Regions from separate parts of the Zea mays genome. Here region 1 is linked to region 2. The links are chromatin contacts, called in public Hi-C maps. All regions are on one chromosome and are shown on one strand. The core of a region is the stretch at or near the end of the contact, and the rest is flanking DNA. Distances in the headings are between cores, read along the strand shown. Region 1 holds the start of LOC103641787 (diacylglycerol lipase-beta). Region 2 overlaps LOC103641784 (U-box domain-containing protein 7).

The links. Hi-C and Micro-C count contacts between places; a contact is called where the count stands out from the background.
Region 1: a Hi-C map of leaf shows a contact between it and region 2, with 3 times the contacts expected there. The contact joins the promoter of LOC103641787 here to the enhancer-like site in region 2. A contact is called at or near these places in 7 of 25 Hi-C or Micro-C datasets (bundle sheath, ear, leaf and 3 more) and 1 of 3 datasets of contacts at active chromatin or transcription factors (leaf).

The regions. Positions count from the first base shown.
Region 1 is chr10:129,390,454-129,394,884 of Zm-B73-REFERENCE-NAM-5.0, forward strand. It overlaps LOC103641787 (diacylglycerol lipase-beta), which reads left to right and starts at 1,509. Exons shown (of 14, transcript XM_008665122.2): 1 at 1,509-2,147; 2 at 3,174-3,312; 3 at 3,699-3,918; 4 at 4,004-4,104. The coding sequence starts at 1,683.
Region 2 is chr10:129,150,501-129,155,084 of Zm-B73-REFERENCE-NAM-5.0, forward strand. It overlaps LOC103641784 (U-box domain-containing protein 7), which reads right to left. Exons shown (of 11, transcript XM_020545843.2): 9 at 4,328-4,435; 10 at 2,813-4,128; 11 at 1,523-2,711. The coding sequence ends at 1,850. Among protein-coding and RNA genes, the nearest start is that of LOC103641784, 44 kb to the right of the region's middle. Within about 2 kb of position 1,836, at least 14 of the 20 cell types and tissues checked have an H3K27ac peak or open chromatin away from gene starts, as enhancers often do. A contact at or near this core is called in bundle sheath, ear, leaf and 1 more, where this site is marked.

The DNA.
Region 1 (4,431 bases), core at 259-2,758, 240 kb after region 2:
TATCCAACCCTCTTTGACAAAAGATTTCAAGCAGCTCCAACTTCCTACTTCAATGGCGCAAGGAACATTGGTCAGTGAAGAACAAAAAAAATGTCATCACCTCCCAGTTTGTCATGGGTGAGCGATCTATAGTAAACAATACTGAAGCTACTTCAACCCCTAACAAAATTAAAAGAGTCTTCAAGGCCTGTTTAGTTCAATTATAGATTCTGTAAGAGCAAGATAACTTAGACAAAAAGGTAGAAGGGAGTCGACGCGTCGTTCAGGTATTTTCTATCGGACGAGCCGATTCGATAGTATGACATCACTATTCACTACTTCACTATTAGTAAGGGGTGGTACGTCATACCACGGGACGCTATGCCCAAGCATCATGGTTCTAGTCAATCCCAGTCTAGCACATACATGATGCCCTATACAAGCAGTGCGTATTCGTAAGGTGGTGGAAGTAGCTAAAGCGGTAAATGTTGTGTTGTCGTCTTCCATGGGGATGGAGCCTGGTAGTCACTAAAAACAATCAAAGTGGGGATTGAACATGTGCTGAAGGGGCAACATCAATTGTGTACAAACAATGTGGATGTTGGGTTATAAGCACCGTTGAATGGTTGGTGAGAAGGAGGTATGATGGTTTAGAGATGGCTAAGCCACGTCGCTGACTTCCGGAGCCAAGCACACCTGCATAGGGAGGTGGTGGCAAATATCTCAAAAGGTTAAACATGGTTGAAAAAACTATAGGAAATCCTATTATACAAGTCATGATTAGACCCCATATCAAGAAAAAAAACTTCCATGCTAGCTACTTATTGACATGTTATAGCTACATAACGACACAAAAGTTTTGTAAAAGTGGTTGTGACTTGTGAGACACAACCATATATAAGACTCTGGGGTGTTTGGTTCCACACAACTAAAGTTTAATCACTATCACATCGAATGTTTGAATGATAATTATGAGCATTAAATATAGTCTGATTATAAAGCTAATCACATAGACAAAGATTAAAAGATGAGACGAATTTATTAAAACTAATTAAGCCTATATTTAATACTTATAATTGATATTCAAACATTTGATACGTCATGAACTAAATTTTAGTCAGGGGACCAAACAGAGTATCGCCTTAGAAAGTACTCTAGTCCACTTCAAAGTCTAATAGATTGGCAATGCAACTTAAAATGTTTCCTTAAGTATACCACAATAAGGTAACTTTAGCTTTGCCTGGCGGATGGCTGCTCCGTTGGAGTGAGCTAACCACTAGTACATACCAATAAAGGCAAAAAATATACGTCATCTAACATTTTGGCACTTTTGCACAAAAGCAATATCAGCCACATAAATTCACAAACAGTTGTGCAACCCTTCATGTCTCGTAGTTAAACCGAGTTTCTACCACTTTTATGAAATTTCTATCCATATTCATGTGTTATTGTGTTTTTCATCTCAGATCTATAAAATCGAATTCTAAAAATAAATAAAGAAAGAAAAGACACTCATTTTCACTTGCAAGCCCGCCATCGCCAATCAGCAGAACAGCACAACCTCGGAAACGTCCGTACTCCGTAGTGCGAGGACCCTCCCCGTCCTCCCGTGTCTATTTCCGTCCCCGTCCCCAACCACCCGCGTTCCCCGCTTTCCGTGCGCATGGCCGCCGCGCGGGCGCAACCACCACCGCCGTGGCCGGATGTCTAGAAAGCCCCTCCTCCCCACCTGCGGGTCCTCCACCCCTCCCCCGCTCCTCCTCCTCCGCCGCTTCCTCCCTCGCCGCCGCGCGACCTCCTCTCCCCCGCCGCCCTCCACCCGGCGGAGGACCGCCGCCATGCCACCCCGCGCCGGCGACTCCGCCGCGGCGGCGGCTGCGGCGGCATCCTTCCGTCTCGGGATGGTGCGGGTGGTCTCTTTCCTTGTAGGCGGGCTCAACCTCGCGGTGCTGCTGCTCGGACTCTACATTATCGACGCCGTGCTCCCGTCGGGGTGCGGCGGGGGGCTCGCTTTCGCCTCGGCGCCCGCTCTGGCTGGGGTCCGCGTGCTCTCCATGATCGGCGCCGCGCGCGCGCAGCACGCCACGGCGGACGCCATAGCTAAGCGCCACCTCCACGAGAGCGACGCATCTGTCGCAGCTGATGCCGTAGCTCGCCACGAGATTAGGGTGAGAGCTCTACTTTCTGCCTCGGTTAGATTAGATGTGGTCGGTTCAAGGCTTCAAGCTGGTTTGGCGAACGGTTTAGCTTAGATTGTGCTGCTTTTACACAAGCTCATGTCCCAATAGCTCGAGCTGCTACTGTCTAAGTTGTCTCGTTGATGCAAACACAGTGTGATTGATATGTCTATGGCTTAAGTTGTGACTACAAGCAACTTCCCTAGCATTGAAAATTAGTTTTTATGTACAAAAAAGTTGAGATGGGAGCTTATTTGATTCACATGATCAGACAGCGGAACATATGTGGTTAAGCGCAATGAGCCTATTGAGATGGCATAGATTGGTTTTACTATGTGGTTAAGCGCAATGAGCCTATTGAGATGGCATAGATTGGTTTTACTATGAGTTCAAGGCAGGAAGCTTCATCGGATCAAAGCATCTTTTGTTTGGTGTGGTATACGAGCTATGACTGGAAACCTGGTTTCATATTTATATATAGGTCTATGGCTACCATTTGCATCAATTTTGTTTTGTTGGTGTAATCTAGGAGGTAGTTGTCTATCAATTTGGAATCAATCCATTTTAGCCCTTTCAACTGTCCGCTTGTTCATGCGGTCTAATTCCATCCCTGAGCTATGAGATGCCTCGATTACCAAAGTGTGGATAACCCCTTCTTGCTGTACTCTGAACTGACCTTGTCTTTTCATCTATTTGAGTGTCATTCAGTGTTGCATTTTTTAACAATGTATGCCTGCCCAAATATTCAAAACCAATGTTAATATAGCAGCACTCTGTTTACAGTTCAGACATGTCAAGGAATCCTTGAAAAGTAAATATTCATGGTTGGATTTTGCGAAGGTAGTAAGGCATATAGGAAGACAGGAAACAAAAAGGATGAAAAAGAGATGAATTGAACAGTAAAATAAGGGGATAATGATGGAAGCATTTTTTAGATGCAGTTGTTGCATTTCTACTTTCATTTTTTCTTAGGAATTCCTGCTAACTTATCATCGCTTCTTTCATCTTGCTGAAAAGGTGAGGTACAAACGCTGGTTGTGGTGGACCAGATTTGGTATGGCAGTTGGTGCATTGCAGTTGGTTGCAGCAATTTATCTCATGTTTGTCATTGTAAGAGATCTCTCAAATGAAAGAAGATCCACTTCCTGCTTCTTTGGTATGTTGGTCGCCATTCTGAGCTATTTATTTCCTAACTTTGTACATAATTTTTTACAAGTTCTTGTTTGCTGGTAGTTTACAATCACATGAACTTCATACATATACAACGACACACATAAAGTGGGAAAAACTTTCGAGCACCCTTTTCTTGAAGTTCCATATGAAATTTTTTTAGTGAATGTACCACAAACATGCTAACTACTCTCACTTTGAGCAGATTTTGCTTCAATAAATGCACTGAAACATAGTTAATTAACACAATCTAGTAACAACTCTTAAGAGTATACACATTTCATTATACTATCCTAAGGTTTTATTTTCTGCTGTGCTAATCCACTCATCTACTTGGGATTGAATAAGTCGTTTGGATGGTTTATAATCTAGGACAGGATAAAGCTGATCGGGTGTCAGTACGAGCACTTATTGCTTTATTTCTTATCCTTTCATGGGTTGTGATCATTGTCCAATGCTTCACGGGTTCTGATATATTGAGGTGGCGATCATTTTATGCAACACATGATATGGCATGGAAAGCTCATTACAGGGAAGTGTTCGACCATGGAATCCGAGAAGCTTTGTGCTGCCTAGGACGTGCAAAATATCTGTAGGTGGCAGTCCAATGATTTTACACCTTGGAACTCCAATATTAGTTTAGTTATTTGAGCTGATAATTATATTTACTAATTTAGAACTGTATTGGAAGAAGATGAGGTTTATTCTGTTGCAAGACTCCTTGGTGATTTGGTTGCATATCGTGCTTCTGGGACAGGACATTTGGAGCTCTTAGCAGGTTGGCTCTTTGACGCTGCTTTCATATAAAAAATCTCAGTGTTTGCCTGTTTTTCCCTTTTAATTCATTTGACTTGCAATTAGTCAACAAACATTATGCAGTTTGTTGTATAACGGTCAACAGTCAACACATGTAGCTATGTTAGGACTTCATGCACACAGATATCAACAAGTAATTTCTATTAGGTTTAAAGTTCAGGTGTTCGACATACAAATCACATCACTTGATTCACCAGTGTGTGATATGTTTATTGCTACCTCAAAAAAGAATACAATGACAAAAATGCTACTATGATTGGATCTGTGTGTCCACCCTCCTTTTTTGCCT
Region 2 (4,584 bases), core at 586-3,085:
TAAACTTCTGATCGCTACCAAACCATCTAGATGATGTCGATCACCAAGAGTAACCATCACAAACTCTCACTGGACCTAAACAAATCTAATGATAAAAGGTAGATGCACACTTGCTACTCTCTAGGATTAATCATCCATTATAATACTTAATGCATATGAAATTAGTGCAAGTATGGAATTTAAAGTTCATTTAACAAGAATGCAATAGAAACATGATAAACGAGTAATGATCAAGTGACATGATAGATATAATAAGATAAAATACACACATATGTCACATGATCTCACACAAATACAGACACACATATAATACAATGCATTAACGTAAACATGAATGCATGAAGATTCAAAAGATTGAGTCCATCTCACCTACTCCACCTGTGTCTAACATACTCGCTCTCTCCCCCTTCGGCATCAAGTACCAAAACCTAAGGATCTACAGGTGGTGTGGAGGCGGTCGAGTCAAGCACTAAGACATGAAGAGTAAGATAAATCTGATGCACATATATGGTATCATCTAATCAGAGCTATGTGTAGTTGTCTGATAGTGAGGGGAGGACTCTGGCTAACTCTAACTCTAGAAGTGAAGTTGAAGTGGTTTAGGTCTACTCGGTAACAAGGCGTGCCTGCTAAGTATTAAGTGAGATGCACTCAAGAGCTAGTTGCCACTGTAAGTATTGAGTGTGATGCAACGCAAGACTGAAGTTGTCGCGGTCACTGTCTCTAAAACCTCATGAGTAGGAGTGACTATGAAAGGAGGAGGATGGCGTGTTGCCAATATAGGCTCTGATACCTCTCTACGAATTTAGTAATTAGAGTTGTTGTAAGCATAAACACTTGAAATTGAGGAGCGAGCTTGCTCACTGATCTTAAGAGCCATACATTTGTTCAAACTCTTTACTAATTATCCATAGGTACGGTGAAGCTCATTTTTTATATGTAAGGAAACATTTATGTGCTATAAGAAACCTAAAACATTGATATTACCATTGAGTTTTGGGGCAATTTTTGTATGTCACTGCAATTTTCTCAGTATCTTATTTGTCATCGCAAATGTCTTAATCCCTTCTATGTTCCTTGGATACTATTTTATACCCTTTCATGTCATCACCAGTCACATAGAAGGTATTAGATATAAAAATAAGAACGTATCTTGTGGACATAAAGTATCCTTGTATGTATACACATTAAATCTAGACCCTTCGTCCAATAATTGCAAAGTCTACCCTTGAGCTATAAAAGGGCAAGACCACCCCATCCTAGAACAAGACATCCAATCCATCCACAACTGCAGACAAGCACCCAACTGTAACACCCTCCAAGCAATACATGATCAGCACTACACTGGACTGGCTTGAACCAATATAACCTCAAGCCTCATATCCACCTTCAAGCTCTCCGCAGTTCACCATTCGGAGTGAGTTTGCGTTATCACCCTTGCCGAACCCAAATCTATTCACGATGATAAATAAGATATTAAACAAAACTATATAAATACTACATCCGTTCACGAATATTTATCGTTCGCTAGTTTATTTTTTGAACTAAATCGTGATAAATAAAAAAGAACGGAGTATAATATTTTGGATAAATAGTCCGATGCTCTTCTTGTAGGCGTGGTTGTCATAGAGAGCGTTTCGTCATTTATTCGTTCTACTCATGCCTAATTTGAACGGAATTGATCGGTATGCTTTCGTTTGCTCATGCTCATTTCAAGAAACCACTAATGAGTAGTAGAACGCAACACGCTTGTCAAAGGGACAAAGACGGACAATGACGTCGCTACAGTTTGAAGACAGGTCAGTTACACTTACACCGGCGGACTGGCCGATCCTTCTCAGCTCAGTGCTCAGCGCAGGCTCCACTTCTTGAGCAGGCACGTGAAGGCCTTGGTGAACCTCCTGGAGCCTGACCTGCGCAACCGCGGCTTCTTGCCGCCGCCTCTCGGCTTACTGGCCGCGGCGGCCGGCGTAACGGCCAGCGCCATCTCTTCCTCTTCTTCTTCCTCCTCCTCCTGCCGCGCGGCCGCCTGGCTCGCCACCTCGTGCAGCTCCACCCGCGGCTGCATCTCCTCCAGCTCCAACTCCCGCTGCCGCTGTTCCCGGAACAGCCTCAGCAGCCGCTGCGCCTTGTCCCGGGCCCTGGCCGTGCCGTTGGCCGTCACGGACACCAGCGCCGGGATCACGCCCTCCTGGAGCACCGTCTGGCTGCTGCCATCGTCGCCGCTGCAGATCACGTACAGACACGACACGGCCTTCTCCTTCTCCCCCGGCTCACCGTTGTCCAGGATGAGCACGATGGCGCCCACCATGGCCGCGCTGGCCGCGATCTCTTCCTTGCCCCTCCGGGTCATCGCCAGGTTCAGCAGCACCGCGAGGGCCTTGTCCGTCCACGGGGACGACGGCGTCAGCACTCCCCGGAGGCCCTCGATGATGCCGGACGCCATGAGGGACGGGATGTTGGGCGCGTGCAGGGAGAGATTGTACAGGGTGAGCAGCGCGTCCAGGCGGCACGTGTCGCTCCGGGAGCCACCTTCCCCCAGGCCATTGACGAGGAAAGGAATAGCGACGCTCGAACCGATGATCGCCTGCGCCTCGGGGATGCAGGAGAGGTTCAGGTACATTGCGATGGCAGCCTCGCAGGTTTCCCGTTCCTGTATCATCTGCTCGATCAAGGGGATGACTCCAGCTGACAGCAGCAGCCTCTTGTTCCTGATAACAAATGATGCAAAGGTGAAATCCGTCGTCACTCACAGTGGACGCCTTTTTGACACTGGTTAATTGGTGCAAACGAAGCAACATTGGTACTTTACCGGTCATTGTTGACAGCAAAATTGAACAGAGCCATTGTAGCAACCTCCTGAGATCGCACATCTCCTCTGTAGATAGCCATCTTCAGAAAATGGATTAGTGGCTCAGTAATACCATTAGCACCTGCGTAGTCGCGAAGTTCGTCGTCGTTCTTCAACAGGATCCTGATCTGCTCGACCAACTTAAGTCTCTCACTCATGCTCTCAGCATCGTTCTTGTTCAGCACATGGAGCCACTGTTCACATCTTTCACTAACAGGCACATCATCTTTGGAGTCTTGGTGAGAGCCCTTGCCCTTGTCTAGAGAGTCTACAACCCCACATGTCTCAGGTGCAGCCTCCTTGGAGCTCTGAAGAGTAAAGCAGTTCTCCGGTGAGACCTCATCTACACGTAGTTTGGATGTGGCCTCTCCGGAGTTCTGACGAGAGAATATCTCCATGTCCGACTTGGCATCATCCTTGGCAGCTGTCTCTTCGAACAAAACAGTGTTAGCGCCATCAGTCCCCACACATGTGCTGCTTTCCAGGCATGAAATTCTCATGTGGTCTAGCTCGGGAGATTCTGGCGGTCCAGATGGAGCAGGAACCCCGTTCTGTTCACACCAAGATGCTATCAGACCCTTAATGCAGTAATTAGGCGTCCTCAAGAGCTGGGACAACTGCTTGCGAGTTTTCGGGCAGGTTGTGTTGCCACTGTCGAACCACTTCTCGATGCAAGCTCGTTCATATGTCTGGCCGGATGTAATAACAACAGGGTCATAGATGAGCTGCAGGGAGATTGGGCACCTCAGCTCCTCAGGTGGCAAGGGCATGCTCCTTGATAACCCTTTCATCTGCTTCGAACTGAAGGAGCCAACCTTTGGGAGTTGCTTCTCGAGACTCTGACAGTTTCCGTAGAGATCAGTTGAGCTGGAAAGTGAACGATGCATACCAATCAAGCCAGAATTCGATCTGGAGGAGCAAGGAGTGCTTGAGCACAAAGAGTTGGTGCTATCGGTTGTTTCACTCTTAAATATGTTGGAGTATTTCCTAATAAGTTGGAGTAGGCAGGCTGCAATCGATTCCTTTTTCAAGTCCTCCTCTGCATGGGCTCTCTCAAGAAGCCTCCTAAGTGCTCTTCTTTCGGTGAGAGCTGCCACGGATGATGTAATACCAACCCGGACAGCAATTTGGTGGAGCAATTCAAGCTCATTCTCATCAAGAAACCCATTGGATTTTGACTCGTTCTGAATTAGTTGATTCACCTCATCACCAACTTCCTTTTCAGACTGATCCAAAACGAAAGCAGCCTTTTCCAGTTCTTGTGCAATCAATGTGATCTGAAATTTAGAAAGGAAACTAATTATCAGAGGACCAGGAGTCAGTAATTCCTCAAGAAAACAAGATCCAAGTAAACTCAGCATGAGACAGTTAATGGTTGTAGCATGTGACAATAAATACCTCATCGGAAGTTTTAGCCGGAAAAAAAACTAGAAATATGCTAAAACTACTGTACTTTTTCTAAAGATTATGGACAACCTGAGAACCGACTGCTTCCGGAATTGTTTCTTCCACTTGATGAAGGCTTTCCAGAAGTCCTTGTCTTGAATTCTCAAATTTTGTTAGAACGTGTTCTGCTGTAACAGCCTGAAATTCAGTGCTAAGTAAAACACATTGCATTCAAAAATAGAGAAAGCTCATGAGAAGTTGTTCTCTGCCAAGCACATGTAATGTTTTATTTATACCACTGGCGACATGATTGTAACAAGAATAGTCCATGGATCCGTCCTTTTTTT